2 separate regions of the Zea mays genome follow, and region 1 is linked to region 2. The links are chromatin contacts, called in public Hi-C maps. All regions are on one chromosome and are shown on one strand. The core of a region is the stretch at or near the end of the contact, and the rest is flanking DNA. Distances in the headings are between cores, read along the strand shown. Region 1 overlaps LOC103640742 (U3 small nucleolar RNA-associated protein 25). Region 2 holds the start of LOC100191896.

What was found. Hi-C and Micro-C count contacts between places; a contact is called where the count stands out from the background.
Region 1: a contact with region 2 is called in a Hi-C map of leaf, with 3 times the contacts expected there. The contact joins the enhancer-like site here to the promoter of LOC100191896 in region 2. A contact is called at or near these places in 10 of 25 Hi-C or Micro-C datasets (bundle sheath, ear, endosperm and 4 more) and 1 of 3 datasets of contacts at active chromatin or transcription factors (leaf).

What each region holds. Positions count from the first base shown.
Region 1 is chr10:4,167,194-4,172,950 of Zm-B73-REFERENCE-NAM-5.0, forward strand. It overlaps LOC103640742 (U3 small nucleolar RNA-associated protein 25), which reads right to left. Exons shown (of 23, transcript XM_008664232.3): 18 at 5,575-5,604; 19 at 5,214-5,308; 20 at 5,016-5,121; 21 at 4,845-4,907; 22 at 4,685-4,756; 23 at 4,116-4,513. The coding sequence ends at 4,439. Among protein-coding and RNA genes, the nearest start is that of LOC100382282, 25 kb to the left of the region's middle. Within about 2 kb of position 3,563, at least 20 of the 20 cell types and tissues checked have an H3K27ac peak or open chromatin away from gene starts, as enhancers often do. A contact at or near this core is called in bundle sheath, ear, endosperm and 3 more, where this site is marked.
Region 2 is chr10:4,123,731-4,129,769 of Zm-B73-REFERENCE-NAM-5.0, forward strand. It overlaps LOC100191896, which reads right to left and starts at 4,039. Exons shown (of 6, transcript NM_001358377.1): 1 at 3,850-4,039; 2 at 3,381-3,514; 3 at 2,827-3,038; 4 at 2,391-2,588; 5 at 2,241-2,300; 6 at 1,533-1,905. The coding sequence starts at 3,468. The coding sequence ends at 1,744. LOC100382492 reads right to left here and starts at 1,005. Exons shown (of 14, transcript NM_001175229.1): 1 at 987-1,005; 2 at 725-889; 3 at 1-28. The coding sequence starts at 22.

The DNA.
Region 1 (5,757 bases), core at 2,313-4,812, 43 kb after region 2:
AGAAATAGACCCTGACCGAATCAAGTCTATTCGGAATGTGGGACCTCCGACCTGTAAGGTCGAGGTACAGAGGTTTCTCGGCAAGGTGAATTATTTACGAAGGTTTATTTCTAACCTAGCCGGGAAGATTGATGCGTTCACCCCTATTCTTCGGCTTAAGAATGATGCCGAATTCGCTTGGGGGGCAGAACAACAAGAAGCATTTGATCTCATCAAAAAATACTTATCTTCGGCTCCCGTATTAAAAGCACCACGAGCAGGAGTACCATTCAGATTATACATTGCAGCTGAGGATAAGGCCATTGGGGCTGTTCTGACACAAGAAACCGAGGGGAAGGAGCATGTGGTGACATATCTAAGCCGAAGGTTGGTGGATGCTGAAACAAGGTACACTTTTATTGAAAAGTTATGCTTATGCTTGTTTTTTGCATGCACCAAATGTAGATGTTATTTACTGTCTAGTCATTGTACTGTTTCTGGTCAAGCCGATGTGATCAAATACATGTTGCATAACCCAATTATGAGTGGTAGAATTGGTAAATGGGCTTATGCACTCGTAGAATATGACTTGGCCTATGAACCATTGAAATCTATGAAAGGCCAAGTCATAGCGGATTTCATTGTAGAACATCGGGTTAATGATATTCATGAACTAGACATGTCATACCTCACTATTACTCCTTGGACTTTATATTTTGATGGATCGGTTTGCAATGAAGGCCAAGGAATTGGCATTGTGCTTGTTTCACCAAGTAATGTCTCCTTTGACTTCTCTAGCCGATTGAAAACTTATTGCACTAATAATCAAGCTGAATATGAGGCCCTCCTATTCGGCTTAGAACTTTTAAATGGTATGGGAGTAAAACATGTGAAGGTATTTGGTGATTCTCAGCTGATTGTCCAACAAGTGTTAGAAGAATATCAATGTTTTGATGGTACTCTAAATAGTTACCTTGAGAAATGTTGGAGCATGATTCATTCTTTTGACGAATTCAGTATTCGGCATATCTCTAGAGTTGAGAATCATAGAGCTAACGATTTGGCACAAGATGCATCAGGTTATCGGATAAAGAGAGGAAAGTTTCACAAAACTGAAAATCTGATAACCGGTGCAAAGCCAAATTCCCAGGTCGCGGACCGTCCGCGTGATGACGCCGGACCGTCCGGGGTTACCAGAAATGTTCTTTCGATCAATTCGGCCAACAATGAGGCCGATGCAAGTGATTGGAGGACACCTATACTTAATTATCTACAAAATCCCAATATAAGGACAGATAAGAACATTCGGCGAACAGCTTTCAAGTATGTTTTGATGAGTGATGAACTTTACCGCCGAACAGTCAATGATATCCTGCTTAATTGCTTGGGCCCAGATGATGCTATATTAGCCATGGCCGAAGTACATGAAGGAATTTGTGGTACTCATCAATCAGCTCCAAAGATGAAGTGGTTGTTGCGAAGGTCTGGTTTTTATTGGCCTAGTATGATAGCTGATTGTTTCAAGTACTACAAGGGTTGCCAAGTGTGTCAAAAATTCGGCGACCTACAGTTAGTCCCTGCAGCCGAATTACATCCTATCATCAAACCTTGGCCGTTCAGAGGATGGGGATTAGACTTTATTGGAGAAATTCATCCTTCATCATCAAAGGGGCATCGGTTTGTGTTAGTTGCCACTGACTACTTCACCAAATGGACTGAAGCCGTTGCTCTAAAGAACATGACACACAAGGAGGTAATCGAGTTTATAACTGAGCATATTATTCATAGATTCGGCATTCCCCAAACCTTAACTACAGATCAAGGTACTTCTTTTATGTCAAAGGAGGTACGTGAATTTGCTGAATTATACAGAATTAAGCTGCTTAATTCATCTCCATATTATGCTCAGGCCAATGGACAGGCCGAGTCTAGTAATAGGACATTGATTAATTTGATAAAAAAGAAGATATCTGATAATCCTAAACATTGGCATAAGATTTTATCTGAAGCTTTATGGGCTCATAGGATATCTAAACATAGGGCTACTCAAGTGTCTCCTTTTGAGCTTGTCTATGGGCAGGAAGCAGTGTTACCTGTGGAGATAAGTTTGAATGCTGTCAGGTTCGCCAGACAAAATGATTTAAATGCTACTGATTATTATAATTCAATGATGGATAATATTGATGAGGTGACCGACAAGAGGATGATAGCTTTGGGAGCAATAGAGAAAGACAAGATCATGGTAGCCAGGGCCTACAACAAGAAGGTCAAAGCAAAATCATTTCAAGTAGGGGACCTGGTGTGGAAGACCATTCTGCCTCTAAGGAGTAAAGACCGGAAGTTCGGGAAATGGTCACCAAGCTGGGAAGGCCCTTATAAAGTAAAACAGGTGATGTCTGGCAACGCCTATTTGCTGCAAACATTACAAGGCAAGGACTTGCCTAAGGCTTTGAATGGGCGTTTCCTCAAACAGTACCATCCTAGTATGTGGCAGGATGCCTAAGAAAACCGATGTAATCACATCGAGTTAGTTGCTTTTGGTTTGCTCAGCTCCACCAAAAGGCAGGGGGGCATATGTTGAGCGCCGTATTGAGCGGCCGGACGGTCCGGCCCTGAGGCCAGACGGTCCGCGGTCCGGACAGTCCGCGCCTGTGGGCCGGACGGTCCGCGCATGCGCAGAGCAGTTTAGGGTTCCGAGTTTTGTGCTATGTTTGTTGGCTAGATTTGCGGAATTAACACGGAATCCAGTCGTGTAAAGGGTCCAGCCCCCCTCCTCTATATAAAGAGAGGTCTACGGCCGATTTGTAATCATCAACAATCGAATCAATACAACTTCTATTCGCATTTATTTCCAGTACAATTAGGAGTAGTTCTAGCCTAGTTCTAGTTTAGCCTCTCGATCCCCAAATTCTCCGCCTCTCCTCGACTCTACGTCGATTAGAGGAGTCTAGGTCGGCCGGCCCGAGCCTAGACAACCCCTAGGATCTCTCCTCCCCGACGGGGTCCCTCCCGGGAGCGAGATCCAGGCGCCGCCGGCGATCTTCCGCCGCCCCTGCACACGCGCGGACCGTCCGGCCCCAGGGCGCGGACCGTCCGGACGTCAGGCAGGAAAACCTAGCCCCTGCGCCAGGTCGCGGACCGTCCGGCCCCAGGCCCCGGACCGTCCGCGCCTGACCAGAGAGCACCGCCGCCGGTTCTTCTTGAGTATTTGGCGCTCCGAAAAGGCGTCAACAGGAGCGAACCCCGATCGACTATTTTATTTATTTATTTATCTATCTGTTTGGTGGTAAGGTTGCTCGCTTAAACACCGAAATCGATTCGATAAATCTGACCAGGTCTCTGTTCCTTCTAAAGGGTTTATTTTTAAGAAACACAAGCTTTAAAACTTTGAAACCCTGTTGCAAATAGATGATGTCAGCACATGCACGTACTTTTTGTAGACAAACTTGTCCCTGTCACGTGATGACCGAGGGAGCCTAAAGCCGCCCTACCAAACACGCTAGCTGGCTGTGTTCTGTGACTGTGAGGTGAGCAAGACACGCCGGGGCGGCGGCGTGGCGTGGGTCGTCGTGTGGAGGTCAGGTCAGGCGACTGCATCGGAATGATGGCCGGGAGACTGGGATCTGCTCGCTCGTCAGAGCAGCCTGTCTGTCGTCTCGTCCCGTCCCGAGACTATTTTTTAATACGCTTCTCCGTACTCCGTACGTACTGAGCACACAGGGTCGGACAGACACACACGCAGCCGAGCCGGCTTGCCATGTGATTGCATGGACCGTCGGTGGTGCATGCATATGGAGTACTCGACCGTGTTTATCTAGGCCAGATTTAGATTATTTATTTAGATGTTGATAGCCATATTTATTTATCCTCAAAATTATATAATCCAACTTAAATAAGTTAAAATATAAACAAATAACCAATATTATTATGTAGATTATATAATTTAGATAGCTAGATTATGATAATCTATAAACATGTCAATAAGTGCTTATATAATATATAATAAGGTAGATTATATAATTTTAGAAGAAAACAAACATGGCCTATATAATCTATAGGCTACATTATTTAATCCTGGAAGGAAATAAACATGGTCTTACACTTTAGATTATATAATCCAACTTAGCTAAGTTAAAAAACAAACAAACAACACAAATTATTATAACACAAATTATTAGATGGAATATATAATTTACATACCTAGACTATGATAACAAATAAGCAAGTCATTAGGTGACTATATAATCTATAAGTTTGATGGAAACAAATAGGGGCATAAAAGTATAATGTTAGCCGTACAAACGGGATTCAGATTTTTTTTTTTTTTTGCCTACATAACATGGTCCAGATTCTTGCCTGACAGGCAAACAACAACGTGACCCCCTGCTGTGGGTACATTTGCTAGGGATCAATGTATAAAACCATTCGCCTGCTCTACAGTACGGGCTAGGCTGCTACATCAGCAGAAGACAAACATGCCCTTCTCCGAGGAAATCAACCTTCGCGCCGAAGACTTCCCAACGATCCGCTCCAACTGCAAGTTAGCAGCAAGAAACGAAATCTCATCTTGGATCCAGATCATGTCATACAGAGATTAAGATAGATTTCTTCACACTGCAAACTGAACAGCTGAACATGGAATTCGTAGCTGGGCGAGAGACCACTAGAGTTTGCTTAACCAAGCTAAGTGAAACAGCGAACTCACCTTGAGAAGGTCTAGACGAGAGAAGAGGACGTTGCACTTGCGGTTTTCTGATTCGCCCAGCATATTTACAAGCTGAAAAGGAAGATACAAACCCAAGGAGCGTTAACTTTAAACCGTGAGATGAAGCAGTGAAAAAATCACAGTTTTTTTTAGTCAGTACCTCCGGATAAAATTCTTTTCTCCCAGGCAACGAATAGACTAGTAGATGCTTCGTTCCCCTGATCTGCACGTCAAGAAAATAACCATGAACAACAACATAGACGATACACCAAACACAGAAACAACATGAACTGCACAGTGTAATAACAAGTAACGCTCCAGACGATGTCACCTTGTATCGGTGGTAGAAGTGAGATCTTTCGCTGTAAAGCAAGATCTTTTTCTTGCCCTCAAAAAACCAGAGCCTTGCACGGGATATATCCTGCTGAGACGTAGCCCTGATTTGGGAGGAGAGCATTGAGATGAATACCGCTTGTCTCAAGGCTGGACTGATAAAAATAATCTCTAGTGACAAGGAATGTCTACTCACTCTCCGATTCGACAAAAGGACGCTTCCTTGGATTTTAAGAAATTGCTTATTCGAATGTATTCAAAATACGAACTGACGAATAGCAGCAGCCCACCCTGCGTTGCACTAGACAGTTAGCAAATCTTGCAGGAGATAGTCATTGTAGAAGCATGAACATTGTCAATATTTTTTTCTCTCAAATACGCGTGCATCGTTTCATCAAGAAGAAGAGTTGTAAAGTGCAACACCCATACCATACAGACACCCCCCTTAACATTATCAATATTTACAGGAGATGCCGAGCATTAGGAACTAAGTTCCTACAGAATTTCAGAAGTATCAAATACAACTGAACGTTCGAACATAACAGAATAGAGCATACCTCATCCAAGTCCTGGATCTTTGGATATACCTGTAAAACATCATAAAATATAAAAAGGTCAGATGCATTAAACAATATATTATTACACATTTAGATATGGAATGGACAACAAAAAGTGGTGAAATAAAAACTCTGGAATTGTTGTTGTTGATAAGATCAGTTAGTTGGTTATCAGATAAGTTT
Region 2 (6,039 bases), core at 2,789-5,288:
TGAAAAACCTGTGTATCATCATCAAAGCCTGAAAAAGATATATACATGATAACATTAACGTGTATCATTGTAAAAGAAATAATTGCCATGTAATTTCTAATACGTAAATAGTTTTACAGGATTATCTGAATTCTAAAAGCGGAAGTTCACTAAAAAAGAAAAAAACCAGCTAAAGCAAACAATCAATACTAAAGAGGTGGAAAATCTTTTAGGAGAAAATGGCCACAATCATTCAACTAACTTTGCTATTTTTTATACTTAAACAGCAAGTGCAGCAAGTAAGTCAGTGTTCCAGTGTCACTTTTAACAGGAACACACAAAAGCACACAAATACTGCAAGAATCTTGCAGAAAAAGGAGGGCCAGGTGCTGTAAGGAGTCCACCTACATCTTGCAACATATAACAAAGACAAAGCTCGCATCTTTAGAACCTAAAACAATAAAATAAAATCCTAATTTGTCTACATGAAACAAGATACCATGAATCAATCGTGAGGGAAATGTTTGAACCGGACCAGGGTTGAAGCCAGCTATCGGTTCCATTGGGGTCATCTCTATTGTACCAATGGGGCCATTGCTTGATTTCTATAGGATTACCAACCAGCGACACATTGTTATAGGGGGCAGCTGATCCATACAGACCCACATTATCAATTTATCACCGGGGTTAGTTTTATGATTCCCAAACGAATGTATGCGCCCAAGCTAGGAAAGGGAGGTGGAACCTTGGGCTTGGGGATGGAGGGGAGGGAGAAGGCGAGGGAGGCGATGGGGGCAGCGACGACGGTGAGGAGGAGGGAGCCGGCGAAGAGGCCCGGGAGAGTGTCGAGCCCCAGGGAGATGGCGCCCTCGTCCCGCAGCGGCAGCACCACGAAGTAGGCGCTCAGGATCTGCACCTCCAGCACAAACATAATTCAGATGGCGTATCGTAACCTTGCAGGAACGGGACGGGAGGACTACGGCGAGATGGATCAAAGGTTGGCTTACGAAGAAGAAGGTGGCGGCCGCGCTCATCAACGGGGGGATCTCGTGGGGGCGGACTGCCACGAGAGTAGCCACCGCCGCCTCGGCGCGCTCCCGGATGAGCCGGCGAGGCGTCGCCATTCCCCCGCTCCTCTCCTGACGGCTTGGGTTGACTCTACTCTTCCGCATCCGCAGTCCTATGCCTCCTGCATCGGCCAGCCATGTGATGTGCCTGGAAGAGTCATTGTTTAGGCGAGATCCAGCGAATCCCGTGCCCACCTTGAGCAAAATTCATTCTCTGGTCAAAGTGCAAGTGCATGATCAGGACATCATTTTAGGAGCAATGCTTTCGTTGATCGAAGCAACCACTGAACGAAATGAGTCGTGTTGCTTTGATGCAATGGAAGTTTCTCTTGTTTCTGAAAAAAAAAACATTACCCTTTCGTGCTCTGAAACCTTAAAATTTTGCTGCAAATAAAATACCGCAGCATCTGCGGTTTCTAGTCACCAGCGCTGAAATTTTCTGGATATAAATTGACTGACTGCACCGTAGCTCAAGACAATGTGCTTATATGAATTATGATACAAATATATTTTAACCTTCACCCCCTGTGGATGTCCATAAATACAACGTGTTTATGAATTATGATACAAGATGAAAACAATGCAGGGCACAAGACACGTCTTCATGCATTCATATGACAATTATATGTACAAACACGGCACTTGGACACACTATTTCCAACCACTGCTAAACGCTTTGCGTGTTCTTCTCCAACCTTCAAGCGTCACTCAGCAACAAGGCTCCCTTCAAGACTGAGCTGAAAGTCTTCTTATGGGTGGCTGGACAAGCCTGTACGAGCGCGCAAACATCGTTCTTCTCGAGGAACTTCTCGCCGTTCACCAGGATGAGGGGAATGTATTGCAGGACCAGTCGCTTGCACTGCCAGCAAGAAAACAAGATCAGCCCATGCCATTTTGTTGCACGCCATCACAAATCAACCGAGCAAGTTAGAAGACGGTTCCTGATATAAGTAAGTTGTGCATGTGCATCTCTGGATATATATATTTTTTCAATAAAGAACCAAGCGTTTCTGCAGGTCATTCAGATTGTTTATTCTGGCATATACTGAGTGAGTTGTGGGGGCGTGAAAAGTTTGCACATGAACGAGCCAAATAGTAGCGTTTCTGCAGGTCATTCAGATTGTTTATTCTGACATATACTGAGTGAGTTGTGGGGCGTGAAAAGTTCGCACATGAACGAGCCAAATAGCTTACCTGCTGGACGTGGCCTTCAATCTTATTGCACTCCTTGATAAGAATCTGAATTATCTCAAACTACAGGCATCAAACAAGTGGGAAAGACGTCAGACAAAGAATGGCAACTCGTGGTAGTGAAGCACGTAAATGGCGCGCGAAGCTAATTACCTCCGCGTCCGGATCTTTCAGTTTGGACATAACTTCATCAAGCAGGTGGTGGCAGAACACACATGTGCTGTCACTTGTCACACCAGAGAAAAGAGCCGTGCCCCTGCACAGGCCATACTGTTTGCAGAACGCTTCTGGTTTGATCTCCGTGATCTTGGCAAACAGGAGGGTTGCGTAAGAGTCCATCAATTCATCACACTGCAGGGATAGCGCAGCTGTCAAGAGAAAAATTACGGTAAACTCACATAGTAGTTCATTTTTAGGGGGGGGGGGGGGGGGGGGGGCACCTTCCAGCAGTATGTACTATGCAGTATGGAAACCAAATGTTTATGAAATTTATTTAACATATCTTGCAACCACGGCAGTATTTTAACTCTCTACAATACACACACACAACTGGTTATAAGAACATACAAAACATGCTCAAGATGATCACCTTCTGTTCAAACGAGAATGACTGAGAGCAAGCGTCATGAAGGAATCCCATGACCTTATCTTGCGTCTGTTTCTCACTGATATAACTGACAGCTTTGCCCGTGAAGTTTTCACAGGCTGAGCACAGCGGGCTGCCACTCTTGAGACGGACAGGAATCTTGGTCGAAGAAACCTGCTCCTTCAAGGTAATAGCAATATGATCCGGGAGCTCAGCTGTGCAAGATGGAGAAAAAGTGAGAGGGCAGTGAATTGGGTATGGTCCAACAACAACTAATAGTAAGGAAGAATTGGGTTGGAGCAGATAACAAGTAACAGCTATTTGAGAGATATAGGCAAACAATTAGATGGCCTATTAGATCACCCGTTCCAAACCTCTCAAATAGACCACCGGCTCTAGATCTCTCAGCTAAGTTTTAGCCGCTAATAACGGTTTGGAAACCGGGTTTTAACTAAGTAGTCAAAAAAAAGGTGCAGCAGCTAGCAGCAGATAATGGAGTGGAGTCCAAGATGTGATTAGAAGACAACCAAAAGGATGGCAAAGCCTGTTACCAATACCAGCGTCGTCGGCCTGTGCAGCAGGTCCCCAGGCGGCGGCGAGGAGCAGCAAGAGGAGCGTGACGCGGAAGGACGCTTTGGAACCCATACGTATCCCGGGATACGGTGAATTCGCGGACGGTCAACCTGCTTACCTGCCATGGGAAGGAAGAAATATACTGTTACGTGCGGTAGGGTGCTCTAAAACGAATTCCAGTTCGTTTCGGTTAGCCAGGATCCCAGGGTAGCCCCACTTCCAGATCCGGCGGAACACATGGAACCAACCCCCTGAACGACGAGAGATCCACTGGGGAAGCCGATCGGGGCGGGAGGGTGGGGGGACGGAGAGCAACGGAGGAAGGGGGGCTCAATCATCGAAGCAAGCGATCGGACATCCCCCACCCACCCATCGCCGGCGAGATTGCAGATTACGGACCGGGTGGGCGAGCAAAAATACAGAGAATTGAGGGGGAAGGAAAGGTCGCCTCACCCGCCTGAAGGTCGAGACGGAACGAGCAGTCGAGTCGAGTCGAATCGCGGGCGGAAGTAGAACTCCACCGTGCACGCGCAGCTGTTAATATGGCCGGTGGTGGTGGTGGTGGTTTCCCTGTCCCCGTCCCCGTCGGCGGCGGCGGCGGCGGCTCCGGTTGGTCGTTGCTGTGGCGTAGCGGATTGACGGTTCCGTTCCGTGTTGGGGACTTGGGGTCGTTCGGCACGGCAAGAAACCGAGGAGGGGTACAGGCCCTCCCCCGGTCCGGGTCCGGGTCCGGGTCCGGCCCAACATGTGCAGGCTGCCAAGCCCACCGGACAAGTCGGAGGAGGTAGGTAGTAGTATCCGTTGTAACCAATCAGATACACGGACAAACCAGCCACTATGCGGCGTCCTACCATGCGTGAAGCACGACGAGCCCGCACTCGAGCGCCGTGTATTTTTTTTTTGTTGTCCCTTTGTTTGTTTGTTTGTTTGTTTGTAACAGGAATTTAGAGTACCCCAGCACGCTCCCCAAACGTTTGTTTTTTAAAAAAAAACAGGCACAGCCGAGCCGAGCCGCGTACGTGTACCCGTGTCAGGAGCGTTTGACAAACCGGCCGGGGCGGATTGACTTTGACCCAACAAACCAACCACGTGAAACAGTGACGACGGGCCGGCATCGGAGTCGGAGTAGTAGAGTAGAGAGAGCAAGCAACGCATCGACGGCGCGCACTCGCAAACAGTAGGAGTAGGACGGGCGTGAAACGAGGGCGAGGCCCGAAGAATATGGGTTTCCCTGGATTTCCGTACCCAGGAGGATCCGCATGCAGATGCGGGGGCTGGGTCACCTCCTTTTTTGACCTCGGTCGGGGCGTCGGCGTCGCTGCAGCTGCAGCTGCAGTGCAGCAGCATCTTGGCAGGCCGCCTGCCGCGCCAAAAGGATGTGGGTGGGCGGACTCCATCAATCAAGTATTCAAGTGCAGTGCAGTGCATCACCACCATGCCGCCGTGTTCGCCTCCTGTGCCTGGCGCGCGCGCGCGCGGGCCTTTCGGGCCTCCCGCCCAGCCAGCCAGCCTGCCTGCCTGCCTACGTAAGCTACATATATAAATCTACTAGGTATATGCCCGTGCGTTGCAACGGTATACAAAATATTTGATAAAATGTCAGTGCACAACGATTATATAAATCAAATATCATATATACTATCGACCTCAAAATCTTACAAATTCTTTGGCAACAACCAATACAAAACTAAACTAAATCATGAAAATTAATAAATAAACTAAATACATGAAATGACTAAACCCAAATCTAGTCTCTCTGAAGTTTATACACATGCAATAGAAAGAGTATCTACAAAGAGGCAATCAACAGGCATCTCTACTCTACACCGTCAGAACTCAAAAGATGATAAAGGGTACATCAAAGGAGTGTCCATTAGGAGCAACCTAGAGAACTGGTTTGTCGCACATCTGACGACTCCACACATTATAGAAGAATGGGAATACGTTATCTAAATCTGTATAATCATACATGAGACCACCACGGTTATAAAACCAAATGCGTAAAAAATAATAAAGGGTAATCATGTTTCAAATGAATTGTAGCTCATAAAAATTATTTTTACTATAATATGTAACAGTTAGTTCCTTGCGGCTGGTAAAAATTAAATTAAGTTTGCCTATGTCATTAAGAACATGTATGAATGCCAACTTTAAACTTCTAGCTTTCTAATATCATGTCACAAATTGGTAACTTTCTCCATGGGTTCTAGAAGCTCTCAAGGAGCAACAATTCAGAAGTGAACTGGACGAAAATGCATGGGCTAAGTATAAAAGAAACTAAGAAAATTATTTTAAGCTCATAAAATTGTTTGATTATAAAGACCCATCACTTATAAGTTTCTTCTCCTAGCGGTGTCGATGAGCGCCATCTCTTCGTTCCTGACGATGTCCATGAGGAACTCCGCCTATGAAATCATGCCATAACTTTAGTTCCTTAATTTCTTTCTCTATCTACAACAAACAAGTGAAATTTTACATCATGTCATTGAAGTCGTCATATTTTCATAGTGAAGACAACCGACATGCTAAATGACGTATGCAACATGTGCAGTTAGTTCACTATGGTTACTATGTTTCTTCATGTACAAAGATGTTGGGATGAATACACATGAAAAAGTCACAAGTAGCATATACCTTCTGGAT